Linked DNA regions of Callithrix jacchus: region 1 is linked to region 2. Evidence: chromatin contacts called from public Hi-C data. All regions are on one chromosome and are shown on one strand. The core of a region is the stretch at or near the end of the contact, and the rest is flanking DNA. Distances in the headings are between cores, read along the strand shown.

Region 1 (6,727 bases), core at 3,724-6,223, 450 kb before region 2:
GCCCTTCAGGGAGAGGGAGCAGTGTGAGCAAAGCGGCGGAAATGGTATGTTTGTTGCATTAACTGTAAGAATATTTGACAAGGTTCGAGAGTCAGAGGCCAGGGGCCTCTATGTCAGGCTATGAAGGGATTTGTGTGCTGGGCTCAGGAGCTTGGGCTTGATCCCATTGGCATAGGGGGCCCCTGCAGAGCTTTAGGCAGGACAGGGGGAGGTAAGGTCGTATTTACCCTAGGGAGAGATTGCTGGACTGGCGGTGTGGAGACTGGAGGAGAAAAGTTCAACTCAGGAGGCCAAGCAATCAGTCCTGGCACAGTGAGAACTGTCGCTGGGCAGTAGCCAGGGGCCGAGAGAGAGGGAAGATTCTGGAGGCCTGAAGGTATTGGAGTCAGCAGGACTGAATGCTGCATTGGAGGTGGAGAAAGAGGAGGGGTTGAGGCCAGGCTGTCAGGGTTTTCCTGCAGGAGACAAGAGATGCTTTGACGAGGCAGAACACAGAGGAAGGAGTAGATTTGGCATCCAGTTTGGACAGCTTGAGTAGGTCATACTCCGCATCAGACTTAGATCCTGGCAACTGGGGTCTCTTCCATAGGCCCCACGTTTTGGGGGCTACATTCTAGCCCTTCCTGCATCATACCACTTTCCATGAGCAAGGCAAGTGAGTGGGGCCATGGAGACGTGTCCTCCTGGACCCAGCAAGGCTCCTTCTAGAACTTGCTCCAGGTAACAGGCTGGGGGTTCCCTGTCCAATGACCCCAGACTGTGGCCTCTTGCCAGGTGTGTCCTCTGAAAGATGATCCACATTTCTGATGTGCACTCCCCAGGTTCCAGTAGTGGCCAAGTGGTAGTTGTCTGATGGGGTGTGGAGATGCAGCTTGGGTGTGCAGCCCCGGTTGTCCACACACTTACATGTGTGCAACACCTCTCGCAGTGGGACAGAGTAGAAGTTTTGAAGAGAAGAGGTCTCCATTTGTCTCCTATGAATACAAGGGACAGACCTGGAGACAACTGTAGGGTTATCTGAAATCTTCTCTTTTCAAGACTAATTACAGTATCAGCCCCCTACCTCACCCAAGCTGATCTGACTCTATTTCCACACCCTTCATCTCTTGTTACCCTCCTTTGCATTGACCCTAAATTTTGCATAATGAGGCAGCGTATAGATAGCTGCTGTATGAACTCCATCTACAGTCAGGAATAACCAGAGCATGTGAAGTCAGTTACACATGCTGCATCCCCAATGGCACTGATGAAGGCAGAGGTGACTCCAGGACACCTTAGTGGGTGAGAGAGAGGGGAACTACCTGGGAAAGAGTTTGGAGCTGTTAAGATGTAATTCAGAGGAGCAGATAATGAGCAAAGGACAAGAGAAAGGGGTGAAGGCATTCAGGGCATGCCTTTCATAGGATTCCAGCAAAGAAAAAGGAAGGGTCCACTTTGCTTTCAAGACTGTTGTCCTTACCCACACTCCCCTGCAGGGTCTCCCCTTTGTCTTTCAGGAAAACCAGTAGGTCTCCTTCCCCTCTTTGCTCTGCTCTGATTACAACACAGAGTCTTCTCTTCAGGAGCAACAGCTCTCTGGATTATCTTCTCATTGGTCACCTCATCAACTCATCATCTTTTTAATAATCTCATCTGAAAACATATCCTTTCTCATTTGCCTCTTAATTTCCCCATTCTCCAGTGACTTTTCTCTCTCTCCCTTTCTTTGAAACCTTATTCTTATTACTTTATGGAACGCTGGGGGATAGATTGTCTAGAAAATATGTACTGTAAAGTAAATGCATATGGCGATATCTCTGAATTGCCCAGATCCAGTCCAGCTGTGCAATGTCACAGACCCAGCTGTTTACTTGTACACAGTGCAATTGCAATGGCTTTGTGATATGGCACTGGCTTACAAGCTACTCTGGAGCTGGTCAGGAGCTTCATGCGCACAGTTAACCTTAGATCACTGTGATTAATCGTAGAGCAGCCATGGCAGATCACACTCTAGTCCCCTGGCAAGGCCAGCTGGAGCACTCCTTCAGCCTGAGCAAACAGGGAGCAGATTTTAATTCCAGGCCATTAGCTGCTGCCTGACATTGCTGTCCCTGTGGTGTTTCATAAGCCCTGACAGTTCCTCACCATTGTTTTAGGGAAAGCAGGCACTCCTCTCCCTTTACCACCTGATTGCCTTCCCTGGAAATGAACACTCTCTCCCCACTTTGAATCTTGTGCCAGAAGGAAGGAGGGGAAATGACTGCACATTCCAAAAAGGTCAAAGATGGCCTGAAAGCAAAGGATGCACGCGTCTGCCTCACTTCCAACAGCCCTTCGCAGTTCCTTTTAATTAGCTCAGTTTGTGTTCCCCTCAGGTGGGGAGAAGCCCAGGATCACTCTGTCAACAGCTCTATCTATAGCAGAGGCCCCATCCTTCACCCCGGCATCTCCACTTGCACAACGCTCGCTGACCCCGAGACTCAGCTGTGAGAATCAATCATCTCCTTCCAGAATTCATCATTCAGCAGCTGCGGGGCCTCAGCTATTTTTATCACCGCAGGAAGCTGGTGGCCAAGGACGTGCTGGGCTACCTTTGCAGGAGGTGTTGCTGTAGAAATGAGTTGCGGGTTGTCAGGGCAGCTGAGCCTCTGCCTCAAGGTTAAATCCAAAGTGCCTGACCTGGAACAGGAGAGCACTTGATCTTCTTCCATTCTACAGCAGTCAAAGTGCCCCAGCAGATGTCCCAAGGAGGGGACGAGTCCAGGGACACTGTGGAAGGACTCAGAGTGGGAGGCAGAGGGAAACAGAGTGGACATCTGTGTACATGTACCTGGGTTTCTCCTACCCAGACAGGGAAATGGGATATCATAACCCTTAGGCAGCTGGCTTCAATCCCCCGCACAGTGCCAGCCAAGGAATTCCCATTTTGCTGTGTTCTCATCAACCACCAACACTTGTGGGGCGCCTTCTATGTGCCAGGCCCTGGACTGGGGCTCAGGCTCCAGGATCTGCCCTGGAGTTGTCCAGAATCCAGAGAAGAGGACAAATCAGATGCAGTATCATGAAACCCTGATGGCCCCTTGCTCCAGTCACCCCAGGTCCTTAGGTCCTTTGCTCTGTTCCGGGGAGGAAGCCATGGGGTGTAAGAGCAGGTAACACGGAAGGATTTTCTATTTGTAAAGGTCCATCCGATACCCCAAACAAGTTCCTTCAGCACAGGCCTCTGAGATAAGGCAGTATTTTTAGTTTGTTTAGAAATCATCTGGCTTGCTAGCTGTGCACATGTGTGCTTTGCTCACAACGTAGGAAAAGTAGAACTCACCAACGTCCTAACAGAGAGAAGGGGTAAAGATGTCTCTGATTCCCTGGACATCTCTCATTTCAGAAAAGGAGAAGGGGTAGTGCTCTGAGGCTCTGCTAGTGTGAGCTCCTGTAGCCTTTAGGAAGGGGGAAAGGAGACCCTAAATTCTCTGCTGGAGGGATGGAGTGGTGGGGAAATGGAGGCTCCTCTTCTCTTCCAAACTCAAGTTGTTACAAGAAAGGGGTCCCCAGCCAGAACCCCCAAGAGAGGGTTCTTGGATCTCATGCAAGAAAGAATTCAGGGCAAATCTGTAAAGTGAAAGCAAGTTTACTAAGAAAGTAAAAAAGCAAAAGAATGGCTACTCCATAGACAGAGAAGCCTGGAGGACTGCTGGTTGCCCATTTTTATGGTTATTTCTTGATGATGTGCTAATAAGGGGTGGATTGTTCATGCCTCCCTTTTTAGACCATATAGGGTAACTTCCTGTTGTTGCCATGGCATTTGTAAACTGTCATGGCACTGGTGGGAGTGTAGCAGTGAGCTCAACCAGAGGTCACTCTCACGGCCGTCTTGGTTTTGGTGGGATGTAGCTGGCTTCTTTACTGCAACCTGTTTTATCAGCAGGGTCTTTATGAGCTGTAGCTTGTGTCAATCTTCTGTCTCATCTTGTGACTTAGAATGCCTTAACTGTCTGGAAATGCAGCCCAAGAGGTCCCACCTTATTTTATCCAGCTCCTATTTAAGATGGAATTGTTCTAGTTCAAACATCTCTGACACAATGAGAGAGAGAGAATTGAGTCTGGGTGGGTCCAGAAACTCAGTTCCCTACTGAGCAGGGGAGAAGGCCAGTTTGCCCACAGCCACCCAGACCTGCTGAGGACAAGCTATGGGTTGTTGCCCCAGGCCCTTCCTGGTGATAGAGGTGGAATGAGAGCTACCCCAGGAAAAGTCACCAGGCTTGGGAGAAGAATTTGTTTTGAGCACAGGAGCCAGTGGGAGCCAGGATATGGATCAGCACCAGAGGTCCTGGGAGGTTTATCGACTGCCCCAGGGCCCTGGAGTCCCCCAAAGCCAAAAGCTCCCTCCCAGCCCCAGGCTGTCTGTGGCTGTGACTCTGACCAGATACTTTACTGCCCTAAAATAGTCTCTTCCACAGCTAATGTCAAATTAGCAAACTGTTTAAAGAATAAAGTCACTTGACACTCTCATTTACAGCTGAGAAGTGTGCAAATTGACGTAACCTTTCTGGAGGACAATTTGGCAATTAGTATGGGACCTTAGAAATATTCATACTCCTCAGGCTAATAATTTCTGTTTTATAAATTTCCCCAAGCAAAGAATATCCAAAAATAGTGGAATCGTGAAATGATTAATGGTGCATCTATTTGATGAAATCCAGTGCTGTTAAATATTTAATGATATGGGAACGTGCTAAAAACGTAATGCTCAATTTAAAAAGCCAGGATAAAGAATGTATATAGAGTATGATCTCAGGATTTTTGTTATTGTAACAGTTGCTACAAGAACAGTCCTTATTTAAACAAAGTCCTTTATAAGCCACTTACTTGCATTAGAAGGAACACCATAGGGGAGGAGTGTTGACTGGCATGCAGAGCAATGTAAGAGATGCTTTGGGGGCCAGTGGTGGTGGGGATGGTTGGGGGAGGGGCATGGAACCAAGAGGGAAGCCAGGAGCCTGGAGGTGTGAGTCTGAGGCCTCCCAGAGTGAAGAAGTCACAAATACTCCGCCTGGTGGCTGCCTGGAGGGCACAAAGATGCCTGATGTTTTGGCTGCTACTGTGGCTTCAGACTAACTCCAACTCCAACCCCACTCCCTCCTAAAATTTTCAGTGAGGTCTACCTCATCAATAAATGATCTGTGTGAGTGGAGATTCAGGGTAGAAATCCAGGGAAAGACGTACCATCTATCTAAGTTCATGAAATACAGAACAACACAAGGAAAGTAGCTATAGAAATCCACGGGGCAGGGGTGATCCTAAGGGCTGAAGACTCCATGGAATTTCCAGAAGCCTTGGGGAGGACTTTAGACTTCTTCTGGAGGGCATGGGACAGTGTAGAGCCTCTCCAGCAGTGTGAGAGGCTGGGGCATTCTGGTTGATAGCCAGCATGGGTATAAAATGGCACATAGGCATATACAGTCACAGGGCTGGAGGAACAGTGCCAGTACTCCCTGGCACTCCCTGGTAGTGGGATTATGGTGATATTTTCCTTTTTATACATCTTAGAATTTCTAATTCTTGTATAACAAACATAGATTTTATAATTTTTTTAGGAGTCAAAGTCTCACTCTGTCGCCCAGGCTGGAGTGTAGTGACACAATCATAGCTCACTGTAACCTTGGACTCTTGAGCTTAAGCTATCCTCCCACCTCAGCCTCCTGAGTAGCTGGGACCACAGGTGTGCACCACCACACCTGGCTAATTTTTTTATTTAGCCATGTTGAGACAGTTTCACCATGTTGCTGAGTCTGGTCTCTAACTCCTGGTCTAAAGAGATCCTCCCACCTCGGCCTCCCAAAGCACTGGGATTACAGCTGTAAGCCACTGTACCCAGCCAGATTTTCTAATTTTCAAACAACTAATTAATGTAGATACAAGACACTGCCATTCCATACAAGACACTTGTGGAGTCTCTTTCTGCCTCTGGGTTGGTGAGAAATTGGTGGGCACAGATCCCACCATGGACTCAGACTCTTCATGTAACTGAGGCTAGTGCTGGGAGCCAGGGGCCCTGCCCACTCACTGGTGTGTACCAGAGATCACATGAGATCCCCAAGATGGAACTCAAACACATATTGGACACCTTCCTGTCTAGGTTGCAGCCTGGAGCATTCTGCAGGTCCCAGAACAGGGTCCATGAAGAGGAACCAATTTCCCTACAAACTGAGGCACAGTTACAGTTGTTGGAAGGACATAATCAGCCATGGCATCCTGGTTTCTCTGCCTTCCTTTGAGCTTCTCTGTTTATGCGTATCTCCTAAAGGCATGCAAGTCAAATGCCCTGTCACCCTGGTTTTCGTCTTTGAGTATCTTTCCGCTCCTTATGATAGAGCAGAGGCCTACGATGCAGGGTCAGTTTTCTTTCCTCCCTTCTTTTGTTAAAGGGAAGTTCTGTACCTAATACATAGAGAAGAAAATATAATTGACCCATGTGCTCATTGTGCTTTTGGGTAGACAATGCAAATATTTCTGTCTTCATTGACAATACCTATTCGTAATATCACACTTGGAGCTTTTCGGCCATTGCCTATGTGGGGATCTGAAAATGTTTTCTATTCAGCCATTCATCTTCAAACCATCTTTCAATTAAAAGAGAGGAAATTGAGAAAAACTATTTGCAAGCTCATTTTTCTGAATGATGCCCTCAAAGTTTTTTTGACTGTGGCCCAACTCAGGCTTGGCAGAGGTCCCCACAGCCATCTCCCTC
Region 2 (5,915 bases), core at 1,427-3,926:
ATTGGATTAAGCGGGAGGAAAAAATTTCGGCGGGCGCAGTCACGGCCTCTGAGGAAGATCACCTCTTCTCTTCTACCCGGTTCCCGCGATCACAGCTTCTACACGTGGTCTTCCCAGGTGATGCCGATGTCTAGTACGTCCTGGTTCCTTTTGAAGACAGAAAAAGAAGTGGGTAGGGAGGTCTGGAGGAAGGGGGGGCGGGGGAGGTGGTCCTATTCGTGTCTAATTGCCATCTCTCTGCTCTCTGTCATCCTCTGCAAATTTATACCTGCCCTTATTAGTCCAGGCTATGCCTCATTTCCTTATACAAAATTGTTAATTGCAAAGCACACCTCATACTCAACATACTGTTTGTCTTTTAAGAGACATGATTGTGCTTAAACACCCTCTCCCCATTGTAATTGTGTGCACTTGCTCCAGACTTTAGGGTATTAACTGTATTAACTGATTTTTAGAGACGGATTTAAGCCTCCGTTCCGGTCCTCACACAGCTGCCATGTCAATAAGGACTGTTCCAAGCAGAGACATTCCTTCTGGGAGGACACTGCAGCTCCTTAAGACCTCATGTGAAACATCATAAGCACTAAAATAAGACGGTGAGGGAAAATTACCAGACACATGGCTCTGGGCTTAGCAGTGCCAGGCTTCCAGTTTAGAAAGTCACTGGGCAAACTATATGGCAGAGGCTCTTTTGAAAGAATGCGCACTCATTAAATGCATTTAAAAAAAAAAAAGCCTAGGGCAATGAAATATCACCATCTGCTTCCAACATCTAATTGCATGGAATACGCAAGAGTTTCAAGGATGCAGAAAGCATTATATTCAGTAGAGAAGCAGCTTCCTGCGTACTTGGAATCTCCCATGTGGCAGCCCTTAGGTGGTAACCCTTTATAAGTTTAGAATATATGTTGGTTGCAGGGTGCATTGGACTGGGTGCATCACTTTAAAACCATATTAATAATAAAAGGGGAAACCCAGACGCTGCTTCTCCTTCTCCCACTTGCATCTGAATATGCAAAAGGTTTTGTAGTGCTGAGCTCTTTGGCTGAAGGAATCAAAACATATTCAAAGAAGACAAGCTAGTTTAAAGATCCTACGTACAGTTTGTTCTTCACCACTCTCTAAGAGGGCGCATTGAAATCAAAAGCATTTTTGAAGTGTACTTAGAATTCTGTTTTGAACTTATCTAATCAGAGATAAGTATAGTCATAAAGTCACTCTCCTTCCACCATTTGGCTTCCCTTATCTCCATGCATTGTTCTTATCTCCCGCTAGTCTCTGCTACTGACAATAGATTATCTTTGTTTAGAGAGGCTAATTGTTTTTAAAATCTTTTTAATAATTGCTTTGGAACTAGGTGTGCAAATGAGGCTTAAGATAATTACAACTTCATTTGTTTGTGCAGTTTTACTAAGCATTCTCCACACATAAACAAAACAGCAGATGATGAGACTTACATTGCAGTACATCTCTCACTCCCTGGCAGCAAAATAGGCCAGCATTGCAACACACACACACACACACACACACACACACACACACCCTCTTTATTTAATCTTCTTGGAGCTGCTGTCGTCCTCGCTTTGAGGGCAGTGTCCCTCTCAGAGCAGGGCAAGGATTATGTTACAACCGGACGGTTATTGGAGCCTGGCACAGTTTTATTTAATTTACACCACATCCAGCGCCTTTCGTACGAGGTTCCCAAAGCATTTTTGCTAATAGCAAGTAAAGCTTCTCGGCATTCCTCAGTAGCAAAGGTGGCAATGGAAATCACAACCACACAGATGGGAAAACTGAGTCCAGAAAAGCTTCAGGAACCTGCTGGTTTCCATTGCAGAACACTAAGATAATAGATTACAAATGAATGCTCGGAGACTCTATGTGCTCAGCAAGAGTGCTCTAAACAGCTCTTCTCCTGGTCTCAAATCGTGGAGGCCCTTTGTGAACGAGGGAAATGCTGTCCAACTGGGAGTACTTGTGCCCTTTGGAGGGTGGTGTGGGGCAATGGGGGAGGGAAGGGGAAATTGGGTTCGGCTCCTCGAGCCGAAGCCAACCCAAAAAGAAGCCACTCTTCCAGAGACTGCAAGCAGGGACCCTGGTCTGCTCTTGAATTATTTATCGCGTTCCATAGCTATTCATCAATCCATTATTTATTCATTCCAACATTAAAGTAATTAAATATGAGCTCACCGGGAAAGGGCAAGTCTACAAGGGAGGAGGACAAGAGTACGGAGGGAGAGGGGAGAAACGAAGGTTTGAAGTCATTGATTTGTGCGGAGTTGTGCCCGACTCTGGGTAGGTAATGCTGGCAACGAACGGGTCCAGCCTTGCAGGGTCCGGACGCGCTCACCCACTCCCTACCTCCCCCGACCTTCGCAGCGCAGCTCAGACCCCAACTGGCTTCCCACCTTTCCTCTTCCTTCTCCTCCCACCACTCCCTTCCCCCGCAGCCCTAGCAACACTCCCTCGCCCCCCCCCCCCCACCACACACACCACCACACACACCACCACAACTCCTAGCTCCTCAGCCTCGCCCTCCCCGAGCTGGGCGGTGCGGCCTCGCTGCCGGCCGGGCGGCGCGCTGGCTGGCCAGCCCCGGATAGGCGCCTCCCGCAGCCAATCAGCGTGCCGGGAACGCTGCGCGCTTTAAGGCAGCTGCCGGGAGAACAGAAACCAAGTTCCCCGGCAACTAGCAGCAGCCACCGGGCGGGAGGTCCGAGGCAGCAAGGCCCTAAAGGCTACTGAGTGCGCCGGCGGCTCCTTGTTCAGCGCGTGCCCTACCCTTCTGCCTCCTCTTCCTTGGCCGTCCACCTCCAAGTTCCGATTCGGATTTTCGCCGTTGCAAAATCTAGGGAGGAGGTTAGGAACAGCCGCGCCCCCATCCCCTGCGGCCGCCGCCCCCCGCTTCTCGGCTCTGTTCCCAGCCGCGTGCGCCTGGGCGGTGAGCCCCGGCAGGCCCCAGCCATGTCGATGCTACCGTCGTTTGGCTTTACTCAGGAGCAAGTGGCATGCGTGTGCGAGGTTCTGCAGCAAGGCGGAAACCTGGAGCGCCTGGGCAGGTTCCTGTGGTCACTGCCCGCCTGCGACCACCTGCACAAGAACGAGAGCGTGCTCAAGGCCAAGGCGGTGGTCGCCTTCCACCGCGGCAACTTCCGTGAGCTCTACAAGATCCTGGAGAGCCACCAGTTCTCGCCTCACAACCACCCCAAACTGCAGCAACTGTGGCTGAAGGCGCATTACGTGGAGGCCGAGAAGCTGCGCGGCCGACCCCTGGGCGCCGTGGGCAAATATCGGGTGCGCCGAAAATTCCCACTGCCGCGCACCATCTGGGACGGCGAGGAGACCAGCTACTGCTTCAAGGAGAAGTCGCGGGGCGTGCTGCGGGAGTGGTACGCGCACAATCCCTACCCCTCGCCGCGTGAGAAGCGGGAGTTGGCTGAGGCCACTGGCCTCACCACCACCCAGGTCAGCAACTGGTTTAAGAACCGGAGGCAAAGAGACCGAGCAGCGGAGGCCAAGGAAAGGTACGCGGCGTGCTTCCCGCGACTCGGGCAACCCTAGGAAACCTTCCTTTCCCCTCCACCCCCTCCCGCCCCCGCAGGCACCCGTCACCAAGTCCTCCCCGCTCGCCGGAGCCCGTCCACCGGGCGGCGCGCAGGCTTCCGCCGCGCTGCTGCGAAAGTTCATGAACTCTGAGGTTCCTTGCTAAGGATGGGGCCTCATTTGCTTTGAGCACCCGCGAGTGGGTTTCTCTGGGATGTGAGTGTCGGGAAATACTGGCTCTAGGTTTGTTTTTCATGCCTCCCTGGCTGGCCGCGGCGGGGAGTGATGGGTGGAGAGTGAGTTTCTAAATCAATGGGCAGGGAAGCGTTGAGTGGTGTCGCAAGGAAAGAGGTTCGGTGGGAGCTGATGTTCTCGAACCTCTCTCCTCTTCCTCCCCAGGGGGGTGAAGCTGGCCTGAGACATTGGCCTTGCCCTCACTCCCGCCCGGTTTTACACGGCTCTCTCTTGATAGTCTTTTGAATCAGGTCGCCTGCTTCATTTTTCACTAGCTGGACAAAGGAAGGAGTCTTTTAAAAATACACCAAAAAGAGAGTCTTGGGGAGAGTTGGCGCTGCATTTACTTCCCGGAGCCCCAAATTCAGAAAGGGTCGATCCTCGCCGTGTTCGCTCGCTCGTGGCCCGGCGCTGCAGCCGGTCGGTCTGGCTGTCCGCGCCGCTTGCCCAGACGAGGACCTTAGGGGTCTCCTGTCGCAGCCTTCTCTCGCACTGGAGCTCAGAAGGCAATATTTTAAAAATTGGTCTTTAACTTCCCCCACCTCGGGGCAACACCTTCATCACCTGGCCAGGCTCCTTCCGTTTTCTGTAGAGTTTCCGACAGAGATTCAGAAGAACGGTGGGGAGGTGGCTGTAGCGCGGAGAGCGCTCCGCGAAGCCGAAGAGTTTGGGGAAAACCTGAGCGCAGGGGCTGGTTAGGTTCCTTTGTTTGCTTCCAAACCTGGGGGCCGAAGGTCTTGCTTCCTTTCCTCTCTGGGTGGAAAACCACAGAGCCAGGATAAATTCAGCTGAAATGGGCTCGCCGGGAGACAGAGACTGAGGATAAGGGAAAAGAAAGGAGGAGACAGACAGGCGCTAGGAGTCGGGAATACAGGGCGAGCACTCGGAAGGCGAAAGCCGCGAGAGCAGCGAAATCCTGAATTTAACCGGGACAGAGTGCCGGGACCTCGCCCGCTGGCAGCTTGTGCCGGCCGGCGAAGTTTCCCTTGCCCAGAAAGGATGGGTTGCTTTGGATGTTGGTAAACAGTTTGAGAAGGGGCCACGAGGGGCTGAAGAGTTAGCAAGTAACACAGAAACAGAGATTATATAGTTGCAGTTAGCCTTTAGTTATAAAACGGCCGTCCTGTAAGCCAGGCCCTAGGGCCGACTCCAGATGAAATCAGAAAGACTGGCTGCGCTCCTTGTGTTTACTCGGTCACTGGGCCGCTCTGGGCACCACTTCCCATGACCTGTCCTGTGTCTGCAAAACCACCAACTCTGGGCTGGGGCAGGAAAACTGGATGTTTAATTGTCTCATACTGGAATAAGGCAATGGGCTTGATTCACCCCAAACATTTGTGCATTAGACTCTGTCCTCTATCATTTCTTTATCACCAACATCCATTTATTGAAAGATTTTCAAACTTAGTTACATTTAAACATGGTGTTAGTTGATATGTATTTAAATGTAACTGCTGGAACAAAATTGAAAAGGTATATTTTGTATGTTTCAAGTAAATCCTGCTAATCTATCACTTCCTGAAATCTGGAAGAGAAAATAACCTGGCTCCCAACAGGCGGCTCTGTCCGTAGCTCTCCGTTTCTCTGACTTCTCACCTCCCCCATTACCCTTGGGGATGGGTGGAAGGGTAGAGCTCTTCCATTTGGGTTGGTGACAGATTGCACAATGGCCCTTTCCTCCTTCCAGCTCCCCTCCCTCCATCTCACACTTTTTTTAACCTTTTTTTTTTTTTTTTTTTTTTAACCATATGGTGTTGTCCTCTATTTCTTAGGGAGAACACTGAAAACAATAACTCCTCCTCCAACAAGCAGAACCAACTTTCTCCTCTGGAAGGGGGCAAGCCGCTCATGTCCAGCTCAGAAGAAGAATTCTCACCTCCCCAAAGTCCAGACCAGAACTCGGTCCTTCTGCTGCAGGGCAATATGGGCCACGCCAGGAGCTCGAACTATTCTCTCCCCGGCTTAACAGCCTCGCAGTCCAGTCACGGCCTGCAGGCCCACCAGCATCAGCTCCAAGACTCTCTGCTTGGCCCCCTCACCTCCAGTCTGGTGGACTTGGGGTCCTAAGTGGGGAGGCACTGGAGCCTTGAAGGGATGCCTGGAGCAGCAACCACTGCAGCGACTAGGGACACTTGTAA

What was found. A called contact is a pair of places that touch in the nucleus more often than the background predicts.
Region 1: a Hi-C map of skeletal muscle shows a contact between it and region 2, with 4 times the contacts expected there. The contact joins the enhancer-like site here to the promoter of SIX1 in region 2. A contact is called at or near these places in 2 of 3 Hi-C or Micro-C datasets (both in skeletal muscle).

The regions. Positions count from the first base shown.
Region 1 is chr8:95,832,862-95,839,588 of calJac240_pri, reverse strand. No RefSeq gene overlaps it. Among named protein-coding and RNA genes, the nearest start is that of TRMT5, 130 kb to the right of the region's middle. Within about 2 kb of position 4,973, at least 1 of the 16 cell types and tissues checked has an H3K27ac peak or open chromatin away from gene starts, as enhancers often do. A contact at or near this core is called in skeletal muscle, where this site is marked.
Region 2 is chr8:95,380,283-95,386,197 of calJac240_pri, reverse strand. It overlaps SIX1 (SIX homeobox 1), which reads left to right and starts at 2,676. Exons shown (of 2, transcript XM_002753977.7): 1 at 2,676-3,524; 2 at 5,550-5,915. The coding sequence starts at 2,965. The coding sequence ends at 5,844.